2 separate regions of the Rattus norvegicus genome follow, and region 1 is linked to region 2. A link is a contact called in public Hi-C data. All regions are on one chromosome and are shown on one strand. Each heading gives the region's core, a stretch centred on a gene start, on an enhancer-like site or on the middle of the called end of the contact. The rest is flanking DNA. Distances are from core to core; before and after follow the strand shown.

What was found. Hi-C and Micro-C count contacts between places; a contact is called where the count stands out from the background.
Region 1: a contact with region 2 is called in a Hi-C map of liver, with 3 times the contacts expected there. The contact joins the promoter of Apol2 here to the enhancer-like site in region 2. A contact is called at or near these places in 5 of 12 Hi-C or Micro-C datasets (the A7r5 cell line, Schwann cells, hepatocytes and 2 more).

What each region holds. Positions count from the first base shown.
Region 1 is chr7:111,216,761-111,221,645 of GRCr8, forward strand. Apol2 (apolipoprotein L, 2) reads right to left here and starts at 2,449. Exons shown (of 5, transcript XM_235465.10): 1 at 2,342-2,449; 2 at 1,956-2,131; 3 at 234-314. The coding sequence starts at 2,019.
Region 2 is chr7:110,994,261-110,999,405 of GRCr8, forward strand. It overlaps LOC120093818 (a long non-coding RNA gene), which reads left to right. Exons shown (of 3, transcript XR_005487523.2): 3 at 364-959. Among named protein-coding and RNA genes, the nearest start is that of Apol9a, 31 kb to the right of the region's middle. Within about 2 kb of position 1,966, at least 63 of the 93 cell types and tissues checked have an H3K27ac peak or open chromatin away from gene starts, as enhancers often do. A contact at or near this core is called in the A7r5 cell line and liver, where this site is marked.

The sequences.
Region 1 (4,885 bases), core at 1,199-3,698, 220 kb after region 2:
GGCTTCCCAGGCTGCCCTAGTCCCACCCGAGGAGGTGGGATTAGGAAGGAGGTGAGTCCCGCTGTACTCCCCAAGGACAGGGCCAGACACAGACCTCCCCTGTGGAGAGCTGGTGTTGGGAGAACACCTATAATGCCCCCTTGGGTCACCCCTGTGCTGTCCTCAATTTCTCTACACTCGGTATGGAGGTCCAGGCCACTGCAAGAAGAAGCCAGGGGAATATAAATAACTACCTGGAGAGTCCTCGCCATCTGAAGGGTCCATGGTGTCAAATGCAGGATCTCTGCCCCAAGCTGCAAGGAGGAGAAAACAAACTGCAACAGAGGGGGATCAGCTACAGAGAAGGCAAACACCTAAGCCCTGTAGCCCACTGTTCCCTCCACAGTGTCTGCCGTGGACCAGACATTACCCAAAGTGTTTCTCTTCCCTGTCGTCTGCAGACACCTGCTTGTCATCTAACTGTCCATCCCAAATCTGCCATTCCAGCCCAGGCAAAGGCACCTGTCCCATTGGGATCAGCTGATGATGCAGCTGTGGGAAGTAACTAACTTTGTATACAGAAGGCAAGAAGAGGGGGAATGCTCTGGCAGCCCTCTGAGGGTAGGAACACATGGGAACTAATGATAAGAACTGGTGTTTACAAGGCTAGCTAACACCCCCAGTCTGCATACCAGTGTTAGAGCCAGCATGTGAGCCCAAGCCGTTCTGAGGCGTGACCCCCTTGACTAAGCCTGGGTCCCTTAAACACTCCAGCAGGATATATCCTCCTGTTCCCGTGCAGTGTGCTGCTGATGCTTCCCATCAACAGCCACGCCTGTGCCCTCCAGGGGACAAGTTCACACTCCTTGCTTCTGCAGGATCCTGCATCTAACCAGGGCCTAGAAGCCTGCCACTCCCTGTCTCTGTTTTTGTACTTGCTCTGGGCTGCCCATCTACCATCCCTAACCATTGAACCTCAGGTCATAGCCATCCTTTATGTAAGTCACAGCACTAAGAACATTCTCCTTTAATAGAACTTTGCATTTCAGGTTACTTCCTCAAGAGGTCTGGTAAAATGGCACAGTAGGTGAGGGTGCTTGTGGCTAAGGCTGATGAGCAGAGTTCAATCCCAGACCCTTATAGTGGAAAGACAGAGTTCACTCTCACAAGTTGTCCTCTGGCTTACACACACATACACAAACACACACACACACACACACACACACACACACACACACACACACACACACACTTGAAAAATAAGTCTAGGCTGGTGTGGTGGCACATGCCTTTAATCCCAGCACTCTGGAAGCAGAGGCAAGTGGATCTCTAAATTTAAAGCCAGTCTGGTCAACATAACAAATTGGGGACCAGCCAGGGCTACACAGTAAGACTCTATTTCTAAAAACAAAAACAAAACAAATAAAAAAAGAGAAAAAGAAAGAAAGAAAAAATATTTTAAAAAATAAAAAGAAACTAGCTTACTTCCTAAGCAGAAAGCTAAAAGTAGTTCCATCCCACTGGTATGGTGGGTGTGGGCAATCAGTAAGAATTGTTTCTGGGGCTGGAGAGATGGCTCAGTGGTTAAGAGCACTGACTGCTCTTCCAGAGGTCCTGAGTTCAAATCCCAGCAACCACATGGTGGCTCACAACCATCTGTAATGGGATCCGATGCCCTCTTCTGGTGTATCTGAAGACAGCTACAGTGTACTTACATATAATAAATAAATCTTTAAAGAATTGGTTCTGGGGGTTGGGGATTTAGCTCAGCGGTAGAGCGCTTGCCTAGCAAGCGCAAGGCCCTGGGTTTGGTCCCCAGCTCCGAAAAAAAAAAAAGAAAAAAAAAAAAAGAATTGGTTCTGATGGTATTTTTCAGGCATAAAAAGGCCTGACAGAAACAGAGAGAGGCCTGCAAATGTCCCCCAAGTCACCAGATGAGATGAAGTGGCCTTTTCAAGTGCCTGTCCCTTTCCGACCTTCACTGCCATTTCCAATCCTGCCCAGCTCTGCATGCACACTTGGTACACCGAGGCACTCCATTACAGGGTTAACTACCACAGGGTTAACTTAACCAAGACTTGTCTGGCTCTCCCCACCTCTCTGGAGCTCTGGGAAGGCACCTACCAGCCGCCAGGACCAAGAACCCCAGTTCCTGCAAGAGCAACAAGGAGGAGAGTTTCTCAATGTCTTCTCAGAAGGTTCATCAATATTCTGTCCTTTCATAAGCAGATAAAATCTTCTTGCTCTGTTATTCTTGTCTTAGTGGTGACTACTCACTCCCCACCCCCAGGCAGAGAAGTTCATATGCAAAGAAAGCCCCCAGTCTCAATTCTTTGGCCCCTCAGTAAAGCCTTGCACTGACCTGGTCCCGTGCTGCTGTAGCCGGGTGCTAATATGGGCACAGTGGACCTCTTAACGCGGCTGTGACTCGGTTTATAGAAAGGCTGTTCCAGGAAGGACTACCCCGCCCTGCTTCTGGCCAGCTGTGCAGCCCTGATAGGAACCCTCTTCTTCCCAGCTGGAGCTCCAGCAATCAAGCAAAGCCCGACCCACCCCTTCTCAGGGCATCCTCAGGGTAGGGAGGGAGGAAGTGAAGACAGCTTGCTCCTTCTAAGGGGTCCCTGATGACCTTTCAGGGTCATGTTGAAGCCCCTCTAGCCAGAACTCCAGGCCTCAAGCCTGCTGCAGCCCCTCTGTCCTCCCTCCTTCCCTCCCAACCATCCAATTCTATCATACACCTTCAAGTGCATCCTGCCCCACTGACTGTGACACCTCCACGTCTTTGCTGTGACTGACCCTCTAGTGAGACTTTTCACACTCCACAGTGAGACACTTCTATTCTTCCTGACCCTTCATCTCCCCACAGTGGCTGTGGCACCTTCCTCCCACTGTAGAGACGCCAACCCCATCCCACAGGTGGGCAGTGGCCTTTGGGGTGTCAGCAGCACAAACGATGTGTCCATCAGTTGAAAACACAGGTTCTGGGGGTTGGGGATTTAGCTCAGTGGTAGAGCACTTGCCTAGCAAGCGCAAGGACCTGGGTTCGGTCCCGAGCTCCCAAAAAAAGAAAAAGAAAAAAGAAAGAAAGAAAGAAAGAAAGAAAGAAAGAAAGAAAGAAAGGAAGGAAGGAAGGAAGGAAGGAAGGAAGGAAGGAAGAAAGAAAGAAAGAAAGAAAGAAAGAAAGAAAGAAAGAAAGAAAGAAAGAAGGAAGAAGAAAGAAAGAAAGAAAACACAGGTTCCTGGTGGGCAGAGTGGAGATCAGTGCTGCCCCATTTACTCCGAGACTGAAGTACTAAGTGTGACCTTTAAAAGACACATTGGTGGCACAAACCTAGAACCCCAGCACTCAGGAAGCTTGGATGAAAAGGTTTAGAGCCAGACTGGACTATGTAGGGGAACTGGGATTTCTAGAGAGACACTGTCTCAAAAATAAAATAAAATAAAATAAAAATTAAAATAAAAAAAGGCTGTGAGTTAGTCTGCACCTCTGTGCACTCAGTCTCTCAAACCCATGGTCTACCCAGTGATCTTAGGATTACAGAGCTGGTATGGCTCTAGGGATAATGTTTGGCAATGTGTCCCTCTTAGTCCCCACACCTTATGTCCTTGCCTATCTGGACTCCCAGGACAGCTCCTGCTTTCTGATATGAGGAGTCAGGGGTGAGGTGATCCAGCTGATTAGTCTGGAGCCCTTGGCAAATCGCCCCACCACTGGGCCCTCAGTTTCCCCCACAGGACCTGAAACAGACTTGATGCTCAAAAGGAGGGTTAGATGAGAGCTCTTTGGGCTGTCTGCATCTCAGGAGCCAGACTTAGTCCCTGTCAGACAACCAGGGAGGCAGCACCAAGATTCAAACTGAGATAAACATTCTGACATGTGACACCCATAATCCCCCCTTTTTGCTTATAGTTATTTTGTGGTCTTTTTTTCCCTATAGTTTCCCTTCCATCAAGTCTTCCCCCTTTTCGAGAACTGACATTAATAGTAATTCTACAGCCAAACAAAACTACTTAAAGGTGCAGAACCAGGTGAATTCCCAGTATGAGCAGTGAGCAGTAATCAGGCTGGAATAGACCAGAACATGGTCTCTCCAACAGTCTTGGATGGAGCCACCTGGATGGGACTCACTTGGCAGGTTAGGGTACAGAGATCTTGAACCCTAGAGACTCCCCGACATCTGAAGATCTGCTACACAACAGCTCAATTTGACTGGTGGCATCCTAAGCAAGTCTCCCAGGATGCACACACCCCATCCCACCCCGGCACAGGGATTGATTGACATCTCAGCCTGAAGTCAGGCAGAATGCAACACCATCTAGTGGATGGTGGAAGGATCAGCAGCCAAAGCCATCTATCTGGCCACCATGATCACCTCGATCCCAGCACACATTGGCACAGACAAGCCAAATTTTAAAAGCTTGTCTGGGTGCTATACTGGTGGCCCCAGGACAGGCACCCACGTCTCAGAATGCAGAAGGGGACAGGGACCTCACAACTGAGCATTTGACCCAGGACTTCTAAAGTACCTACTGGTCACCCCAGACTAACCTGCCAGGACTATGAAACACAGGAAGGAAAACCATATCCCCCATTCATAGTCCTGCATGAAGGCCTGGGAGTGGGAAGGGCAGCCATTGCTCCCAGCCACCGCAGCCTGGTCACCGGCCTCAATGAGAGAACTGTGCTGTCTTTGTTCAGATGGGATGTCATGTCTCCAAACATGTCGGCTTCAGGGTTTAGAGTGAAGTATAAAAATGACAGGCTCGGGGTTGGGGATTTAGCTCAGTGGTAGAGCGCTTGCCTAGCAAGTGCAAGACCCTGGGTTCGGTCCCCAGCTCTGAAAAAAAAAAAGAAAAAAAAATGACAGGCTCTAAATCGCCATTACTGAACTTTTTTGATGCCATG
Region 2 (5,145 bases), core at 716-3,215:
GCCACCATGTGGTTGCTGGGAATTGAACTCAAGTCCTATGGAAGAGCAATCAGTGCTCTTAACCTCTGAGCCATCTCTCCAGCCCACCCCCACTCACTCTTAAACCTTTCCACCTCTTTCCTGTTTTAATGTCACAGGCATTCTACCCCCCCCCCCAGGAAAAACAGTCCCTGCTCATGGTATCCTTTCTAGTTTTCACGAGCTGTACTCACATTCATATCTGTACATGCACATACATGTACATAGCTACGCATGTACACACATGCGCACACACATGTATTAATAACTAGGATTTGACTATGAAAGACAACATGTGGTATTTGTCTTCCCGAGACTGAATTACCTCACTATAATAATTTCCAGATCCATCCGTTTTCCTGGAACTTTAAAAATAGAACCATCATATGACCCAGATATTCCACTCCCCGGCATGTACCCAGAGGACTCCATACCCTGCCACCGGGATGCTTTGCTGCTCTCTCTATTCACAGAAGTTGGGGAATAGAAGCAACCCAGATGCTCAACAACCGACGAATTGAAAGTGAGATGTAGCGTGTGTGTACACATGCGCGCGCAAGCACACGCACACACTCATACACATGGGATTTTATGCAGTAGCAGAGGTCTCACTGGTGTTTCCAGTGTGGGTCTGTAACAGAATTGAAAAAGTTAAGGAAGGAGAAACAACCATTACACTTACTAACACCTCCAGAAGCCTGAATGACAGAAGTACCTTTCCAAGCATAGCCTCTGAGAGCCGAACAGAGCGGCCTCTTTCCATCAGCCTCAAACCTTTGCCTTGTCTCAGTATCCACAGCTGCAGTCCCCACGTGAAGGCTGGTGTCCCCACATTGTCCCGTGGTCTCATTGCCTGGTCTGGGTGTGTGCGTGCGTCTTCTCAGCACACAAGTTACTCCCATGCAGGGAGGGAGGCTCCAAATACAGCCATGCTCCCTAAATTCTGTCCTGCACTGTCCTTGGTCTTGGGCATCTTGTGGCAATCAACACAGAGGACGAAATGAGATCAGTGTTAGGGAGCTTCAGCGGGGGCCGCTGGTGGAGATCTGTACCCCACTCTTGTGGAGGCTGAGGCAGGAGATTATGCACTCAAGACCCCTTCTTAAAATAGAGATAGGGATGGGGATGGGGGATAGAGAGAGAAGAAAGGAAGGAAGGAAGGAAGGAAGGAAGGAAGGGAGGGAGGGAGGGAGGGAGGGAGGGAGGGAGGGAGGGAGGGAGGGAGGGAGGGACTGAAGACAGTTCCGTAAGTTACTGTCTCCAGCCCAGTACAGAAACCCTTTGGTGTTTGGTCCTGCAGCAGAAACCGGCCTTGGAGCTTGGTGAGGCTTTCCCTGTGTCTCCTGGTATCATATATGGTTTTCTCCATGAAGCCATGTGGTAACCAGTTTATTCCGCCAGCTCCTCCTCCACCCGCCTTCTGCCAGATGCTAGCAGGGGAAAACTGAACCAGGAGGCTGGGGGTGGGGGTGGGGTGGAAGCAGGGAGGAATTGGGAAGAGCGGGCAGAGAAGCTAGAAGTCCTTGATACAGAAGAGCAAGGCTTTGTGAGAGCGTTAGGAGGAAGCAGGAGCTTCGGAGGCTCGGTCGTCTTGCTCGGACAGTGAATACAGCCACACAGCCGGCCCAGAGGCCGGCAGCTCCCGTCCCGTGCCAGGACTTGACAAAGGCAGAACCAGAGGGAGGAATGTCGGATTTCTCAACTAGTACATGGGGATGAAGAGGAAGCCCTCAAAAAGGTTCAGGTTTGCTGCCTGCCTTCTCAATTCATCATCCTGTAGTAGACTACGATGTCTACTGTGTCTTTGAGCTACGGGTCATGGCTCTAAAACCCCTTAAGGGTAATGGAATCTCTCCCTAGGAAACAAGGAAATCCTTAGAGGGAGAAGGCTGTGGAGCGAAGGCCTGGAGGGAGGCTCAGCCCTGCCGCGGAGAATCCTGGTCCCCCTGGGGACCTGCTTGAGCCAAAGCGTCTTTTAAGAAGTGTGTGGGCACCCTCGTGTGGACGCTTTGTTAGTACTATGCGCTTGCTTTCTAGCTCATTTTATTCCTGAGCGAAGTGTTTTCTAAGTCTGGTGGCGCTATTTTAGGAGACAGAACCTTTCCGGAGGTGGTCCTGGCTGACAGAGGCAAGTCACCTGGGTGGACCTTTGGAGGTTATCCCTGCCCCTTCCTTCTGGGCTGCAGTTTCGCTCTAATGTTTCATTCCTTTGGCTTCTCTAACTTCCTGGTGTCGCCCTTTCACTCCCACAGCTTCCCTCGTGCCCCCTCATGGGCTGTCGGAAAGAATCTGACTCTGTTACACATTCTGCGACATTGGAAGTCCCCATGCTCCTAACTCTTGTGTTTTCTGTGTGTGCAAAACCAACATGATAATGGTTGATATGCAGCTGGGTTTCCTTAAACCATGGCTGCACTGACCTCTGGGCAACTTCCCACAGCAAGTGAATCTTTTAGGTGGCCCTGGGGAAGCAATGTGTAGTAAGGCTGCGGGGCAAAGGTGCTGTTCATACGTTCACACAGGTGTGCAGTTACCTTCCTTCTTTAAAATGGAGTCTCCCAGGGCAAGCGGGGGGAAATCTGTTTTCAATAACAATACAAAGTCATTTAGTCATTGTACAGCCCAATCTTAACTCTCAACCTCCCAGCTAGCTACAATAGGCTTGCTTGTGCCACTAGGCCTGGCTAGGACATGCACAGTTTTTTGTTTTTTTTTTTTGTTTGTTTTTTGTTTGTTTTTTTTGTTTTTTTTCTTTCTTTTTTTTCTTTTTGGACTTCATTATTCAGTTTGGTACAGATTGGTTATAAAAGAATTTCCAAAGGCAGGTTGAAGAGATGGCTCAATGGTTCAGAGAATCTAGCTTCCACTCCTAGCACCCACACAGCGGCAGTTCACAACCATGTGTAATTCCAGTTCCAGGGGATCTGATGTGTCCAATGGCACTAGGCAAGGGTGGCATATATCTAGGCAAAACACCCATACATATAAAATTAAATTAATTAGAAAGACCAGGCATGGTGGAGCATGCCTTTAATCCTAGCACTCGGGAGGCAGAGGCAGAGGCAGAGGCAGAGGCAGAGGCAGGTAGAGCTTTGTGAGTTCGAGGCCAGCCTGGTCTACATAGTGAGTTCCAGGACACCCTGGGGTGTTAAGACAGAGAAACCCTGTCTCGAAACAAACGAAACCGAACAGAACAGAACCAAACCGAACAGAACCAAACAAAACCAAATAAAACCAACAAAAATCAAAAAGAAGAAAGAAATTAGAAAAAAAATTTCAATAGGGATATCTGAAGGAATTTGTTGAATCCCAATTCTGATCAAAAAGTCTAAGGCCTCTTTGGACGTGTAGCCTTTGATAGAGGAAATTACACTACTCTAGGAACATCTGGGCCCAGGCTCTTTTTCTGTGCAGTCAGACGACAAAGACTGGAAACCAGGACTCCAACCCCTAACCACGGGAAAAATGCAGACTAGAAAGGCCAGCGACTCCATAGAAGCAGCGTTGGAGCGCCCCCGTGTGGACAAGATGTGCGTGAGCGGCATCCAAAGTTGATCAATAAGGGGAGGCCATACTGTTGCTGTGCTGGTCCTCAGCTGACAGTGTTAGCTCCTGCAACTGTGGCTCTGACTGTGCTGAGAATGGACCCTGCAACGCGCGACCGAAGGCAGGGCACTGCCCCGTGACTCCAAAAGCCAGACAGGCTTTGTACGAACTAGAAAGAGAAGGGGAGAAAATGAGATGGGGAGCAAGAACAAGGAAGAAGGGGTTGGGGATTTAGCTCAGTGGTAGAGCGCTTGCCTAGGAAGCGAAAGGCCCTGGGTTCGGTCCCCAGCTCCGAAAAGAAAGCACACACACAAAAAAAAAATAGAACAAGGAAGAAAACGGCAAGAGGCAGGGAAAGCAGAAACGAAGGGAGAAGGGAGGAGAAAATGCCTCGAGGGCTACAGGACTGTTAGAGTTAGGTTCCCAGGGAGTTTGGTTCCTAGGGACTTCCACCACCCTGTGTTCTTGCCTGGGCACGGGGGGGGGGTGTCACTCTATTTTGGTGTGAGGAATAAATGATTAAGTAGGAACCCTGTTGAATAGGATGAATAGGTCCTGATCCCTCTAGGGAAGGAGAACGTCTGAGAGACCTCTCCTCAGAGGTAGTCTATGGCCAAAAGAAAAGTGTGGGCAGTGAGTACTGTGTTGAATAGCAGGACTGGAGAAGGAATATGAAGGGAGCTTGGCTGAGGGTGCTTGTGGTCCGTCTGTCTTGGTCCCGCTCCAGCTGACCCTTGTCCACACCTGGACACAGGCCCTCCAAGCAAAATCAATCCTCTGCTTAGCGATAGGGAAGGAATGCTCCTGTGTTCACCCCAGCCAGACATGTGTGAACTTTACCCTATGTGACCTGAGGTGACAGAATCTGAAAGAAATGCCTGGGTGAAGGGGCAGTGTGTGCACAGGAGGAACAGAAGGGACTTGCTGACACCCTGACAGAACTGTCCAGGGGAGCCAGTCAACGTAGCATGGCTCAGTGAGTCAGTGCAGGGATGCGGCTTGGTAGCAGCCATCTTGAGTCACAACCGTCAGGAGTATCTGTGAGAAACCTTCCCCTGCATGGCCTCCCTGTCCTTTGTAGTGACATGTAGACTTGTTATAGCAAGACCCAGTGCTGTCAGAATTAGAGACATACCCTGTCTCATTGGTATCAGCTGAGGCAAGCAGACACATTTGTCTTTGGTGGAAGTCACCCTTACCCTGCTTAGCATATGCGCCCCTCCCTGTGACCCGGCCTTCAGGCTTCCTGCTTCCCTTGGCCTCACACTGGCCATAGTTTCTGCATCATTGCTGTAATAAAACACCATGACCAAGACAACTTATAGAAGGCTTTATTTGGACTTGTGGATCCAGAGTTCGTCGTGTCGAGGAAGCCTGGCAGTGTGCAGTAGGCCTGGTGGCTGAAGCAGAAGCTGACGGTCCACATCTTGAACTGCAAGCATAAAGCAGAGTGAACTAGAAGTAACAAGAGTCTTTACATTCTTAAAGCCCATCTCCAATGACACGTCTCCTTCAACAAGGCCATGCCTTTAAGCATCACTGTTAGCTATTCACAGCACTCGGGAGGTGGGGAAAACCTTC